Linked DNA regions of Pan troglodytes: region 1 is linked to region 2. Evidence: chromatin contacts called from public Hi-C data. All regions are on one chromosome and are shown on one strand. The core of a region is the stretch at or near the end of the contact, and the rest is flanking DNA. Distances in the headings are between cores, read along the strand shown. Region 1 holds the start of MAML2 (mastermind like transcriptional coactivator 2). Region 2 overlaps MAML2 (mastermind like transcriptional coactivator 2).

Region 1 (4,352 bases), core at 1,823-4,322, 36 kb after region 2:
ATCTCCTTTGGGCTTTTTGAGTACTTTGGGGCTTGCATGGCCATTTCCTGTCGCTTTTGCTAGGGCTGACCTAGGTAAACTGGAGCAGACATAGAATCCAGAAGTCCCATGGAGCTCCAAAAGGGAGGAAGCCTGCAGGGCCACAGGGCAGGGTTCTACCTTCCACCAGAGGCCACTGGCCCAGCAGCTTTGGGGGGAAGCCTGCAAACAGCAGGCAGTCACCTGACCAGGACTGGCACTGAGAATCAATGATCCAAGGGATACTCCTCTGGGATGGTGTATGTCTGTGCCTCTGGGGAAGAACTTCCAGCCAGAAACTTAATCAGAACTTTTGGGTTTGATATCCTGTCACCAGGAGTGGCTGAAGACAAGGTATTTCCTAGGATGATGATCTGTGTAAATAGCTGCTTCGTGCCTGTCCACTTAACGAATGCTCTAAGGGAGCATTACTGGAATGGACTGGAGTGCTTGGGAAAAGAATCGAGATGTGGCTCAGGAGTGAGAGAGTCTAGAGGGAATCAGAGAGTAGGCCTCTTAAGAAACAGTGCCTCCCTAGTCTCTCTTTGGGATATTTTCCCCAAATTTTGTTTTTGACTGAGGGGACATTTGGGGAATTTGCTATTTGTTACAGCTTACCATTTATGTTCTCTTAAGCGAAGAAGAACGGGGTCACTTCAAAAGGGAGAGGGGAAATGGGGCAAGGAGAAAAAGGCTTTAATAAAAGCCAGCTGGGCTGATAAATGCTTTGGGGCTGAAAAATGGCTTGGGGGCCTAATCAGAGCTGGCTGGCCAAAGCTGGAGGATCCATGAGATAGAACCTTCCTCAGTGGCTCAGATCTTGCCAGCTGGTAGCCTCTTCTTTTATAAGATGTGGACCCCAGAGAGCCTCTGGAAAACTCAGGCTTCTTATCAGTTAAGGAATATCCTATAAGCGAAGGAAAACCCAGGAGTGAGCACCAACAGAACATGATGAGTAGGCGCATGAAACCACCCGAACGCACCCAATGGCCTTTAAGGTAGTCAGGTGACATCTCGGCCTTTTTCACTGCCATCCACTCTACCTTAGGCCAAAGCAAACTCTACCCTCACAAGAGACCACAGGACCACAACCAGAACCATGAGAAAGCCAGGTGCTTACCGCAATCAGGGCTGAGTTCCTCTGGTCCCCTGGGGTTGAAGCGGGCGGCTGCTGCTCTCCGTTTATCCCACCACTGCCACCATTATTGCTACTGTTCAGCAGGTGCTGCTGGTGGTGATGGTGATAGTCTGGTGGGGGCGGTGGGGCTGCTGTTGCTGCTGCTTGGGAGGCCGCAGGAGGGGCAGCAGGGGGCGGTGGAGGGGCTGTAGTGGTGGCAGCAGTGGCGGTGGCCTTGGTGTGTTTGCCAGCTTTCCTTGCCCCCTGGCCATGCTGTACAAGGCTCAGGAGCTGCAAGGTGCTTTCTCTTTCCCGGTCTGAGCTCTCGGCCCTACCTCGTTCATATCGTCCTTCACAGCTCAGGTGGTGTTGGCGGCAGACAGCGATCCGAGCCCGGAGGCGCTCCACGATAGCACTGTGCACTCTCGGGGTGACTGAGCCCCCTCCAAGGAGCCCCGCCCCAGAGGCCCCCCCTAGCCCTCCTGCGGGGGCCTGCGGGGGCGCTGTGTCCCCCATCTTACTGGACACAATGATTGCTGCCTCTGGGATGGTGAGGTGGAAAGAGGCTACTGCTGGCTATTGCAGGCAAGTCTGTTTTTGACAATGTGAGCTCAGTGTTCAGGGCCACATGAATAGAGGTCTTCAGAGGTTGTGGGGGAGCCGTGGAGAAGGTGTGGGGGAGGGGAGTTAGTAAAAAGAGGGTGGGGAGAAAGAATAGAAACCAGCTGGGGGGAGGATAAGTTGGAAACAAACCCTGATTAACTTACTCTAATTGCATTTGACAGCTCTGGAGAAGTTGGACAGAGTTGGTGGATTTTTTTTCCTCCACCAAGCTGACAAGAGCCACTAGGTACTTTGTAAACACACGATCTGGGGGTTAGATCAAGAATTCAGGGATTGTCCAGCAAGAGACAGAAACACACAGCAAAAGGTATTGAGAGAGGTATTAATAGAGAGGACTCCCCCTCACCTAGTTGTTTCCGACAATTCTTTATGGGGATGTTTCTGCAGAGAAACACATTTCTACCATGTCTATGTAACCAGCAGCCTTGACTTTTCCTCAGGTTAAATAAAAAACCAAAACAAAACAAAACAGTGCTGTTTCAGAAGATGTTTAAGTCACTGTTCAAAATGTGCAAAAATCAAGGGAGACTGTCTTTTGGCTTTTAATTTTTCCTCCCTTTCCTTTCGCTCCGGTGTTTTCTCCTCTTTGGGGTACTGTAGGATGTTGTCTTCTCCCAAAAGAGGGAGACAGCTTTTCAACTGTTAACAATGTCAGTAATTGGACTTTTGGACCATGCTTTTTTCTTCAGCTAATCCAATCACCGGTAAAATCCTCACTCCCTCTAAGGTTTCCTAGCCTTAAATGAAAAGCAATCTTAAGTCGCTAGCCACTGAGAGAGATCCTTCAACACATTTTTTTCTTTCCCGCTTACGTTTCTATTCCTCACCCCCGGCTCTATTCTAATACAGTATCAAGAGAGACAAACTCTTCCGAGAGTAATTTACAAACGATGGTCAAACTTACAAACTTCCAGCAAATTGCACCGAGTCATGTCCAGCCACTTTTCTGTCCACTTTTGTACATTCCATCCCCGGCCAGTGGATCTGAGGGTCTGGACTCGCAATAAGCAATCTGGTTCTATCTCCTGTATTTGCTCCGCTTTATAGATGGAAAAAAAAAAAGTAGCTTGTATTTTCCTTTCTCTTTCTCGTCTGTTGTTAGCCGCTTTGCTGACACTGGCTCCCGCCCGGAGTCACGGCGATACACAGGCTTTCATTGTGCTCCGATAGGAGAGGGAGAGAAAGAGAGAGAGTGAGACAGAGAGGGAGAAAGAGAGAGCCAGCAAGCTGCAGATGGGGGTGGGGGGGGGCGGGGAGAGGGCGGGAGAGCTCGTTCGAGGCTCCCTGGTGGAAGGCTGGTGCCACTGCGCGAGTGAGTAATCGCAGCCAGGCACCGGGGAAAGGGGAACGCAGAGGGCCTCCCAGTGGCTGAAGAGGTAAATCCCAAGCCCTGCGCATCTCAGCTGCCCTGGCTCAGCTCAGCATCAGACTCGGTTAAGCGGGGAAGGCTGGGGAAATTCCCCAACCTCTACACAACCATTTCACCAGCTCTAAATGTTTAAGAAATTCCGGGCCAGGAATGTGTTTTCCCTTTCAGCCCTACATTACGCCCCGCTGAGGATATCATTTTCATTTTTCAGTATATTGTAAATGACACCACTGAGCAACCTAGCACGAGCTGTGTGAGCACCGAGGAAATGTTCATTAATAGAATAAGGAAGATAATGAATGTGTGTGTTGAGGGCGGAAGGGGTTGCGCGTGGAGAGGAGAGGTAATCACATTGTTAGCTCCTAAAGGGCAGGCAGGTGTAGCGTTTGTCTACCTGCCTGCCCATTTGTGTGTCTCTGGATAAGTGAGTCTGGGTGATCACAGGCAAATCAGTTGGGATAAATAAAATATTTTATGAGAATGATACAATTATCGATACCAGTTCTAGAAACAAACGCTTTTTTTTGGGAATGCATGATTGCCTATGAAAAACCAAATATAAGACCTGAAGTATCCTTAGCTACCTGGTGCACATACACAATGAGGAAAGTCAATGTGTAGCAGCTGAGTTTCAAAAAGTTTTTTTTTTTTTTCTTTTAATGGAGTCTTGTTATGTTGCCCAGGCTGGAGTTGAACTCCTGGGCTCAAGTGATCCTCCCACTTGAGCCTCCTGAGTAGCTGGAACTACAGGTACTCACCACTACTGCACCTGACTCTGAGTTTCAAGAAGTTTAATAATAGAAACCAAATAGATCTCACACAGATCATTGTCCCCCCATTTTCAAGTGATCCCACCTTTAAAATATCCAATATTGGCCAGGCACAGTGGCTCACGCCTGTAATCCCAGCACTTTGGGAGGCCAAGGCAGGCGTATTACCTGAGTTCAAGAGTTCAAGACCAGCCTGGCCAATATGGTGAAACCCCGTCTCTACTAAAACTACAAAAATTAGCTGAGCATGGTGTCATACGCCTGTAATCCCAGCTACTCGGGAGGCTGAGACAGGAGAATTGCTGGAACCCAGGAGGCAGAGGTTGCAGTGAGCTAAGATCACGCCACTGCGCTCCAACCTGGGCAACAGGGTGAGTCTCTGTCTCCAAAAAAAAAAAACTTATTGTGGATTCTGCTTGTTATTTTCAATTATGAAGATTAAATTAAGGTGAGC
Region 2 (4,025 bases), core at 1,448-3,947:
AACCAAGGAGAGAGATGGTCCCCCGATCCAGCCAATACTGTATCCTGAGAGTGGCACCCAGGTTTTTCTTTATCTAGAAGACCATCCTATTACATTTCATGGCATCTACTTCAAACAGAATGAATGCTTCCTATTAGTCCTAATTTCCTCGGTAACTTTTTGTACATCTGCTAGTAATGAATGTATTCATATAAACTCTTCTTGCAGCAGGCAGAGGAGATATAGAGACAGCTAACTGCATAAAGTGCTCCAGAAACATAGCCCAAATCACAATGATGTTACACCACTGTGATTCAGGATAAAGCGACCTTAAAGAAAAAAATAAAAACAACTAAATGTGTTTATGCTGTGTTATGCTGTTTATGTTTCTTCTATTTGAGAAGCTCCTGACTCAACCACTATTGAAAAATTCTGAAGTCCTATAAAGATACAATTCTCTTGACTGAGAATAACATTCTGAAATATTATTATTAGGTCAATAAATTCTCACTTAAGGAACAGGAATTAGAGATGCACCATTTATAACAACTCAATGCAAAAACTGAGTTCTGAGGCCAAAAAATATATACACTTTAATCCATTTTTCAGTAACTTTCACATTTTAGTGTAATATTTTAAAATTAAAGCTATTACATTTTAAAATAATATGGAAACAGTAAAAAGATCAGTAGTTGCCTGCAGTTAAGGGAGAGGGAAGGATAAACAGGCAGAGCACAGAGGATTTTTAGAGCAGTAAAATACTCTATGATAATATAATGAAAGATGTACATTATTATATATTTATCAGAGCCCACAGAATACAACACCAAGAGTGAATCCTAATGTCAACTACAGACCTTGGGTGATAGTGGTGTGTCAATGTAGGTCCACTAATTGCAACAAACATACCACTCTGGTGGAGGATGGTGATAATGGGGGTGACTATGCATGGATAGGGAACTGGGAGTATCTGGGAACTCTTTGTATTTTCCACTCAATTTTGTTGTGAACATACACTGCTCTAAAAAATAAAGTCTATTTGAATAATAATAATGAGACAGGATGTATTCTATATTAAAATACATGTGAAACTGTACTATATGAAAAAACTTTGGCAAAAAGAAAGTCTCATCAATTCTCTGATTCCCAAATGTCTAGATATCTGTAAGTTACTATTCAAGTCATCTAATACACAAAGGGAATTTTTTCTATGTTAGAAAAAGTTTCCACAACTTCTATGATAAACTATTCTGAATGTTACTAGAACTTAGAAGTATGGTAACTGGAAATTAAGGCAGATAAAAACATCTGTCTCTATGCAAAATATGTCCCTCAGAGGTTAAACTGGGTGAAAATAAATAGCTAACCTGGCAACCAAATAAAACTACAAAGCAACAAACACAAGTATAAACATTCTGAAAAGTGTTTTTAAAAGACAAAGTGAAACGCTCCTAGAAAATGAACATTTAAAATGTATCATATGAAACTTTAATATCTCACAATAAGAAACATACCTTTCTTCTTGTTATGCTGCAAGATGTCATAGCTGCCTTGAGTATCAAATTATGTATATATAATTATATACATAACATATACATATATAGTTTTCTACAAGTCTCTCAATAAACATATATTCTGAAAATATGGAGCACTTCAGTTGTGCACTTCAGTTGTGCCTTTGATCACTGCACAAGCCCAGGCCCACAATATCAAATGAAGAAGAGTTAACATGTTGACATCTGTTTTAGGCTAAAAATGGAAATTGTGAAGTTCTTCTCTCCTCTTCCAAGAGTTCCCTGGAATGGATCAAAAAGCTTCAAAAGACTTGGCTCCAAGGGAACTTCTAGGCAATGTCTACACAGCACAAAATGATATGGAGGCTTGGCATCTCCCTAAAGAATTAGGGCTGTGTTGACTACTGCAAAAAGGGGACTGTACCTAGCTCCCTTTGTGACTTGAAAGGTCAAAACAGTTCTCCAAGCTCCAGAATTTTCCTTTATGTGGATCTATGTATTAATTTTTCATAAAACCTCAAAGAAAACTCCTTGACTTCAGCATAGTTAGACAACGACTGAACATCTAGTCTGGGCCATGTACTTTGCCAATACTGGGGGTAAAAAGGCTGACTTTCCCAGGTAAGTGAGGCAGAGGAATGTCCTCAGTCTAAATTGAAAAGAAACCTTCCCAAACTTACACTATTTTTTTCACACCAAATCAACTTGGCCAGTGAATTTTTTCTTTCCTTGAGGCTGAGTCAAGATGAACTAGCATTTGCGGGTGGAGTGGTTACTTGAGAGCACACCATTCTTTACAAGGGGTCTTTATATGTAAAGCAGAAACATTTTTGTTTTGCTTTTCAGTTGGAGTGAGCACGAGGAATTGATTCTTTTTTTTCTCCAAAGTTAAAAGAGCAAACCCAGAGACTACCAAAATGTTAGGTTTGTTTATCATTTCCAAGTTGAAATAAAGCGTAATGTGAATACTCAGCACTCTATCTTTCCCTGATTAAAGTGATCCTGCCCTTTGAATTGCTACACAGGATACTGTTCTGTACAGCTCACTCACACGGCTGTAATAAGTCACAACAGCTTGGCACCTCGCCCAACAAAATACAAACTCTCCTGAAGTCTTGAGCTTTCCCATGGCAACATCACAGTCACCAACACAGCAAACAATCACTCCAATCCCTGCTCCCGCTTTCCTTTTCTAACAGCAAAGGATATCATTGCAGCCAGCCTCTTAGAACTGTGCTCATTATCGTCTATGAAAGGAGATAGCAACGGAGATCAAGTTGCCTTCAGTGCTGAGCTTAAAATGAGACCAAAAGCAGGATAAGTACAGGAGCATAGGGAAGTTTTACTTATGCTTTTACTGTAAAGGAAGAGTGAGAGGCTGTATGAAAAGTATATTCCTTAAATATATCCCTTAAAGTATATTCCTTAATGTGCCTTGCTGTCCTGATTACCCAGTGGCTCTGGCTCACTCACAATCTTCATACAAAACTCCCATTCACATCTAGCCCAGGCACTCTCGACAGCAGCTGGGGAGGGGGAAATGCCATCTTAAAGCTGCAACTCCGACACATTCCTGAAACTGCAAAATTGGAACGGCTTTCAAACCTCAGCTGCTTTCTCCAAGGGAATGATCATTCTGCTCATATGGGAAGGCTGCCTAGCAGTAAGAGCAGGGTGGCAGCTCCGTACAGCAGATTAAAGCAGCACCACTTCCTTTATGACCGCTTCTTTTCAGATTCAAATAACATCCTTAGGGGTGCCAGTCTCTTCTCATAAAAAGTGTCTGGGCTCCCACAAATCCCCTAAAATGATAATCTCTTCGTGTGTATTAATTTTATTTTCATTTGATGGCCCATGAGAGTTCAGGAACAGAACTAATACTGAACCCAAGGGAATGAATGGCCTATGACTCATGGGTGGATATCATTTTATAGGGGAAAGGAAGAGGAGGGTGGAAGAGAGTCCTGGCTTCATGTGGTTTTGAATGCTGATTGTTCTACTCTGGAATTATGGTAAAGCCCTGCGCATGCTCATGGAAGATTCTGGCTTCTTTACAATTCTAGACTCAGGCCTTACACAGTGTTATAGTTTACATTTGGGATCACCCGACCTCAGAAATCAAAATTTCAGAGGGAGTTTCATTTCAGCATAGCTAAAATTTGGGGGGCGGTGGTGGTGGGGTATTAGTCCATGTAATAAAGAATATAAAATACTAATGACAAAGTATGGAAGTAATTATACCAAGATATTTCAATGCTATCCTAAACCACAAGGAGGAAAAAAAAATCCAGTGATTTACTAAACAATAGTAGAATTCTGAAATATAACTGAAGCATCTCTAACATACATATGGGTGACTGCTGTGTCATTCAAGACTCTGTGTATTTAAATACTAACCCTCAAAATCCATTTTAGTGACAATTTACATAATTACAGTATTACTGGAAATTCTGACATCAACTTTTCACTTACTGCATACCTGATTATGTTTTATTCTTTATTATCCAATCATTTCCCATACCCAAAATCTAA

What was found. Hi-C and Micro-C count contacts between places; a contact is called where the count stands out from the background.
Region 1: a Hi-C map of stem cell-derived neural progenitor cells shows a contact between it and region 2, with 2.7 times the contacts expected there. The contact joins the promoter of MAML2 here to the enhancer-like site in region 2. A contact is called at or near these places in 1 of 7 Hi-C or Micro-C datasets (stem cell-derived neural progenitor cells) and 1 of 1 datasets of contacts at active chromatin or transcription factors (stem cell-derived excitatory neurons).

The regions. Positions count from the first base shown.
Region 1 is chr9:98,447,696-98,452,047 of NHGRI_mPanTro3-v2.0_pri, forward strand. It overlaps MAML2 (mastermind like transcriptional coactivator 2), which reads right to left and starts at 3,073. Exons shown (of 5, transcript XM_001147268.8): 1 at 1,139-3,073. The coding sequence starts at 1,651. It overlaps MIR1260B (microRNA mir-1260b), which reads left to right and starts at 1,183; the gene lies at 1,183-1,290.
Region 2 is chr9:98,411,959-98,415,983 of NHGRI_mPanTro3-v2.0_pri, forward strand. All of the region lies in intron 1 of MAML2 (mastermind like transcriptional coactivator 2), which reads right to left. Among named protein-coding and RNA genes, the nearest start is that of MIR1260B, 35 kb to the right of the region's middle. Within about 2 kb of position 2,698, at least 19 of the 24 cell types and tissues checked have an H3K27ac peak or open chromatin away from gene starts, as enhancers often do. A contact at or near this core is called in stem cell-derived excitatory neurons and stem cell-derived neural progenitor cells, where this site is marked.